2 separate regions of the Zea mays genome follow, and region 2 is linked to region 1. The links are chromatin contacts, called in public Hi-C maps. All regions are on one chromosome and are shown on one strand. Each heading gives the region's core, a stretch centred on a gene start, on an enhancer-like site or on the middle of the called end of the contact. The rest is flanking DNA. Distances are from core to core; before and after follow the strand shown.

What was found. Hi-C and Micro-C count contacts between places; a contact is called where the count stands out from the background.
Region 2: a contact with region 1 is called in a Hi-C map of ear, with 2.3 times the contacts expected there. The contact joins the enhancer-like site here to the promoter of LOC100282589 in region 1. A contact is called at or near these places in 2 of 25 Hi-C or Micro-C datasets (ear and leaf).

Annotation. Positions count from the first base shown.
Region 1 is chr7:138,181,353-138,184,052 of Zm-B73-REFERENCE-NAM-5.0, reverse strand. It overlaps LOC100282589 (polygalacturonase), which reads left to right and starts at 1,385. Exons shown (of 3, transcript NM_001155497.2): 1 at 1,385-2,074; 2 at 2,382-2,700. The coding sequence starts at 1,521.
Region 2 is chr7:138,314,170-138,316,869 of Zm-B73-REFERENCE-NAM-5.0, reverse strand. No RefSeq gene overlaps it. Among protein-coding and RNA genes, the nearest start is that of LOC100284866, 62 kb to the right of the region's middle. Within about 2 kb of position 1,334, at least 19 of the 20 cell types and tissues checked have an H3K27ac peak or open chromatin away from gene starts, as enhancers often do. A contact at or near this core is called in ear and leaf, where this site is marked.

The DNA of each region.
Region 1 (2,700 bases), core at 136-2,635:
CCTGACTTAATCGCACCCATCAGGCCTTTGCAGCTTTATGCTGATGGGGGTTACCAGCTGAGAATTAGGAGCTTTGAGGGTACCCCTAATTATGGTCCCCGACAGTACTAACAGCTAGTACAAACTATCCAGATTTCATACATCACCACATCGGCAAGTAGTCATCTATGAACCATGATCCATTCATCCATCCATAAAAAAAGAAATCAGTACTTCAGGACCAATAGAAGAAATGAAGAAATGGAGTCTTCTTACATTCCTTGGTCACTATCCAAATTCGTTGGCGCTTGAGAATCCATGGTCGTCACGGTCGTCCTAGGCTCCTAGCAGTCGGCGTAGTGTATGGCTGATTATTTTAGGGTTTTGTTTTTTCTAGTCTGCTAGTTGCCTTGTTGGGCTAGGACCTAGGGTCTGGTGCGCTGTCGTGCTGGGCTTGGTGGCCGGCTCGGCCTCAACTCATTCATACAAACATGACAGGTGTACACGTATGAAATACCCATGAGTAATCGGGTTCAGATTATTGCTTCTCAAACCCATACCCGTTTACCCAATGAGTGGAGATTTTGTCCCATATCCATACGTATGGGGACAATTTTTGTCTCATACTCGTACTCTAATAGGGGAATTCCCCACGGTTTAACGGGTATCGGGTCCCTATTGACATAATATTGATGATGATGTTATAAATACGGTTTAAGTATACAGATACACCTATGATATCAAAGATACTCCTCTAAACAAATTCGGACTCAGATATGATAAAAAAAGAAACATCTGAATTATTTGTACCTCAGCGGCAAGGAAGGACAGCATGGGGGGCACATGCGAGATCAGATCGAGAGCCCGTGCGCCTCCCCGGGCGAGCAGCGGCATGTTAGCACACGATGTCGCCAGAGGCAACGGGATTAAGAAAACTCTCCACCTCTGTACGGACCTTGCTCAGTTGCTCATGCCGCGGATGAGACGAGCGGACGGGATGGGACTGGCGCATCCCCCACACATTCTATTCCTTTCTTTGATTAATCGATCGGGGATGGTGATGAGCATGATCTCAGTGTCCTTCTTCGGTCACGTGCGGCTCCGTTCTGTAGTCTTCTGGCAAAGGGTTTCTTCACATTTGACAATTGCACGGGCAATGGTTGATAATGAATTCCTAATTAGCAGCGTTAGGAAGAGAGACAATGGTTGATAATAAAATGTACCAAACAACTAGAGACGTTAGATCTAAAATGAGTGGTGATGATTTAATATGTACACCATGTGCACCAATGTTCCATGTGCACCAGATATGTCCCCTTATAATATATTCAAACAAGATCTATATTCTACAAGGTCATATGCAGGCAACTAATAATAAAACCCTAAATTGTTTAGCGTTGGAAACAATTGAAGAGAAATGAGGAAAAGAGTCTAGAGTCTCCCGTCATCCGTGTCCGTGCGATTTTTCTACACAATCGTCTCGCAAAGATTCTCGTTGGTCAGTTTGAGACTTAGCCTTGGAGGAGAACAGAACAGCCACGATGACTTCGCCGATTCAGCTCGCGGCCGCGCCTTTGCTGCTGCTAGTAGTAGTGGTCGCGGGCACACGGTCGAGCCGCATCTTTTCGGTGGCCGACTATGGTGCGGCGGGCGATGGGTTCCGCTACGACACGGCGGCGATTCAGGCCGCTGTAGACGCCTGCGCGGCGGCGGGCGGGGGCCGCGTTCTTCTCCCGGCGCCGGGCAACTACCTGACAGCGACCGTCCAACTCCGCTCGCGGGTGGTGCTGGAGGTGCCCCCCGGAGCGCGGCTTCTGGGCGGGACCAGGCAGGCGGACTACCCGCCCGAGTCGCGCCGGTGGTACGTCGTTCTGGCCGAGAACACCACGGGCGCCGGCATCACGGGGGGAGGCGAGATCAACGGCCAGGGCGGGGCATTTGTTGTCAGGCCCAGCGAGGTGAAGAACGTCATGGTGAGCTGGAATGCCACCGGCGATTGCCTGGGCGATGAGTGCCGGCCGCGGCTTGTTGGCTTCATTGACTCTAAGGATGTTAGGATCCACGACATCACACTCAACCAGCCCGCCTACTGGTGGTAAGCATTCCTTGCTTCATCAACTTCATCGATCGATTCAGGGAAAAAAAATTGATGGCTGCTATTTTCACTACTAAAACCATAGTTGTAGACAGGAACAAACAAACCTGCCTGATTATTCCATTCCAACGATGCTAGAATCAACAACCTTTTCTCTCTACCATTTTTGTTCTTGCGGTTGTGTGAAATAACTTGTCCTGATATGTTTTCCTACTTATTAGGACATATGATGATCAGAAGTAGACAGTGTTTATTTGTCAGTGTACTTTGGCAAAATTAACAGGCTCTACACTTGCATTGCTCGCAGTCTTCACCTTGTCAGATGTGACAACACAGTCATCCACAATGTGTCGATATTTGGAGATTTTAAAACTCCCAACAATGATGGCATTGACATTGAGGATTCTAACAACACTGTCATAACTGATTGCCACATAGACACCGGAGACGATGCTATAAGCCCAAAGTCGACAACTGGACCAGTTTATAACTTGACGGCAACAAACTGTTGGATGCGGACTAAATCTTGTGCTATCAAGTTTGGAAGTGCAAGCTTCTTCGACTTCAAAAGACTGGTTTTTGACAACATTACAATAGTTGATTCACATCGAGGACTTGGGATGCAG
Region 2 (2,700 bases), core at 85-2,584, 130 kb before region 1:
TTCCAAGGCATTTCTTGTTAAAATCAAAGACTGCAAGCTGGACCTAGGATCTTTGGGCCGGTTATTTCAAAATCAACCCAAAGATCGGGGGCTTGTGGGGGACGGATATCCCCCGAGTCCACCAGAAGGACAAGATGCCTCGCAAGGGGCCCGTGGGCCCAATAATCCGCAAGGTCATCCCTTCGTGGGCCTGGGGAGGAATGTCCGATAAAGCGGATCGACACAAGGCCGGGTCGACGCAAGCCCAGACGGCCCGATGAATTCGAGCGGTGATCACAACAGTGACCCGACCTTCCCGCGCAGGGGCCACGTACATCGGAATTGAGCGAGGATGGGCCGGCTGAATTATAGGAAGATAGACTCAGTCAGTTCACTATTATTTAGGCACCCGTTATTATCATATCCACATGTAATGTCCTACAGTCGAGTATATAAGGCCTAGGGGGCAACCCTTCAAGACGATCGACCTCATTCTACTTAGCCATCCACACCGGCTCTCTACGTTTCCAATACTAGAGAACCTCCTTGTAACCCACCACATAAAGTACTCACGCCAGGACGTAGGGTGTTACGCATCTCAAAGCGGCCCGAACCTGTACACAACTGTCCACTGATTCTCATGCAACTAGCACGAACCATCGAGCTACAGTCGGTAACACCGTCATACTCCAAAAAGCACCTTGAGGGCAACCCCGGGTGCGCGGTCGGACCCAAAACACCGACAAAACCCGGCCTACCAATTAACCATTTAAAACTAAGCGACTAATTTCAGAAGAAAAAACATGACGAGATTGCATAATGCTCCTAATGAACTAACTGTAACGACCAAAATCCTATTCTAAGATTTACAAATATTTTTTTATAAGGTTTAGGATTAAAAGGTATTTTAATATAAGAATCCTCATTTTTAAATGTTATTCTAAAAAAACTAAAAGCTTGGAACCATAAACACAAGGAAGAATTTTATTAATTTATTATTCTCTTTATGAACTACATACAAATGCACTCCTTAAAAAAATAACTTATGGGAAAAATATTGTGTGGGTTGCATAATTGGATCATTTTTTTATTTGCATGAATAAATGAATAAATTAATTAATTATTATAAATTATACCTGCATCATGTTGGGTTTGTTTGTGCATTTATTTTGAATTTTAAAACTAAGAACTGATTTGAATTTGGAATTGAAATAAAAAACATAATAAAAAGAAAAAGAAATAGATTGCTTACCTGAGAAATGGGCCGAATTTCCCCTCCCTTAGCCCAGTCTAGTGCCCTCTCAGACTACCACGCGCTTGCTGGCGAGTCTCTGACACCATGGGACAACCTGTCAGCGTTGTCTTCCCCGAGTAGGACTCCAACAGACCACGTGATTCCAGGCAACAAAAACATACCCGATGCCGCTGCTATCCCATAATATTCGGGGGGTGCACCGGCCAAACCCACGACAGAATCCTAGGAGTCTGTCGCTCCCATGGCCCTGCCCAGGTACATATAAGATGGCCCCTGCGCCCTCCCATAAGCCATCGGCGAGTAGAAGCACCAGTGAGCGCCGATTGCTCGGATTCAGGTGGGGGATCAGGGGTGTTCATCGGAGTACATTGTACTTGGGGCTAGTTTTTCCCAAGCGTCTGGAACAAGCAGTGGTGGCCATGGTGCAGCTAGTTCTTGAATCTATGCTGAAATTGAGAAGTGGATGTACGCCGCCGCAAGAAGACAGCGTAACCCCGCCTGCTGATGTGGCCGTTCATGCGACCCAGTCGATTGTGCCTTGGCATGCTGATTGGGAGCTTCGGGTGGACGTGCCGATGGACCTTGAAGCCACGCGATGCTGGTTGGAGGTCTGAACTAGGGCGCTGCTCACCGACGCGTGGCCGCCACGGCTGGGTGTGCGCCGCCGTCCTGGTTGTCGTGGGGGAGAAGATGCATGGGGGCTGTTAGATATACATCTTGCGGTGTGGATTAGGTTGGCCCTTTCTAGTCGATGTGCGGCTCTGGGCGGCTGATCCTTGGATCGACGGATCAGGTTGGATCTCGCATTAATAAGATCTGGACCGTCTGGATTAGATTGGGCGGCTGAAAGATGTCCATACCGCTTCGGCTAGAGTAATTCACAGGTAAGCCCCTGTCCTTTGAGATATTCAACCCGCCATCCACGCTAGTTCAAAAGTAATTGCATATAGGTCCTGTATTTCGCAGTTTAGACCCTAACTTCTCTGGATATTGCGTCCGTAGTACATGGGCTGTTAGGAAATAGAGAAATAACATTTATACATGATTCTTAGTACAAAAACAATTCCATAAACTTGTTTAATCCATATTTAACTCATTCTAACTTCTTTTTGATCCACTCCAGTTGCTATAAATTCATATTAATATTGTTTATTTCCTGATAACTTTATTTTGCTATGAAACTTAAGGATAAAATTATGTGCTTAATTTCTTTTGTACACCACTACTAAATCTTTAGAAATTCATAACTCAATAACCGTAACTCCGTTTTGGTCCATTCTAGTTGCATTAGTCTCATAATAATATTTATTATCATATGGTAACTTTGTTTTGTCGTGAAATATAGGTTAAAATGTTGCACTTAGTCTATTATATACTTAACCGCGTGGATCTTCGAAAAACCATAACTTCACAACTGTAACTCCAATTGTAGTGATTCTCGAGCCCACGATCTCGTAGTAACGCGT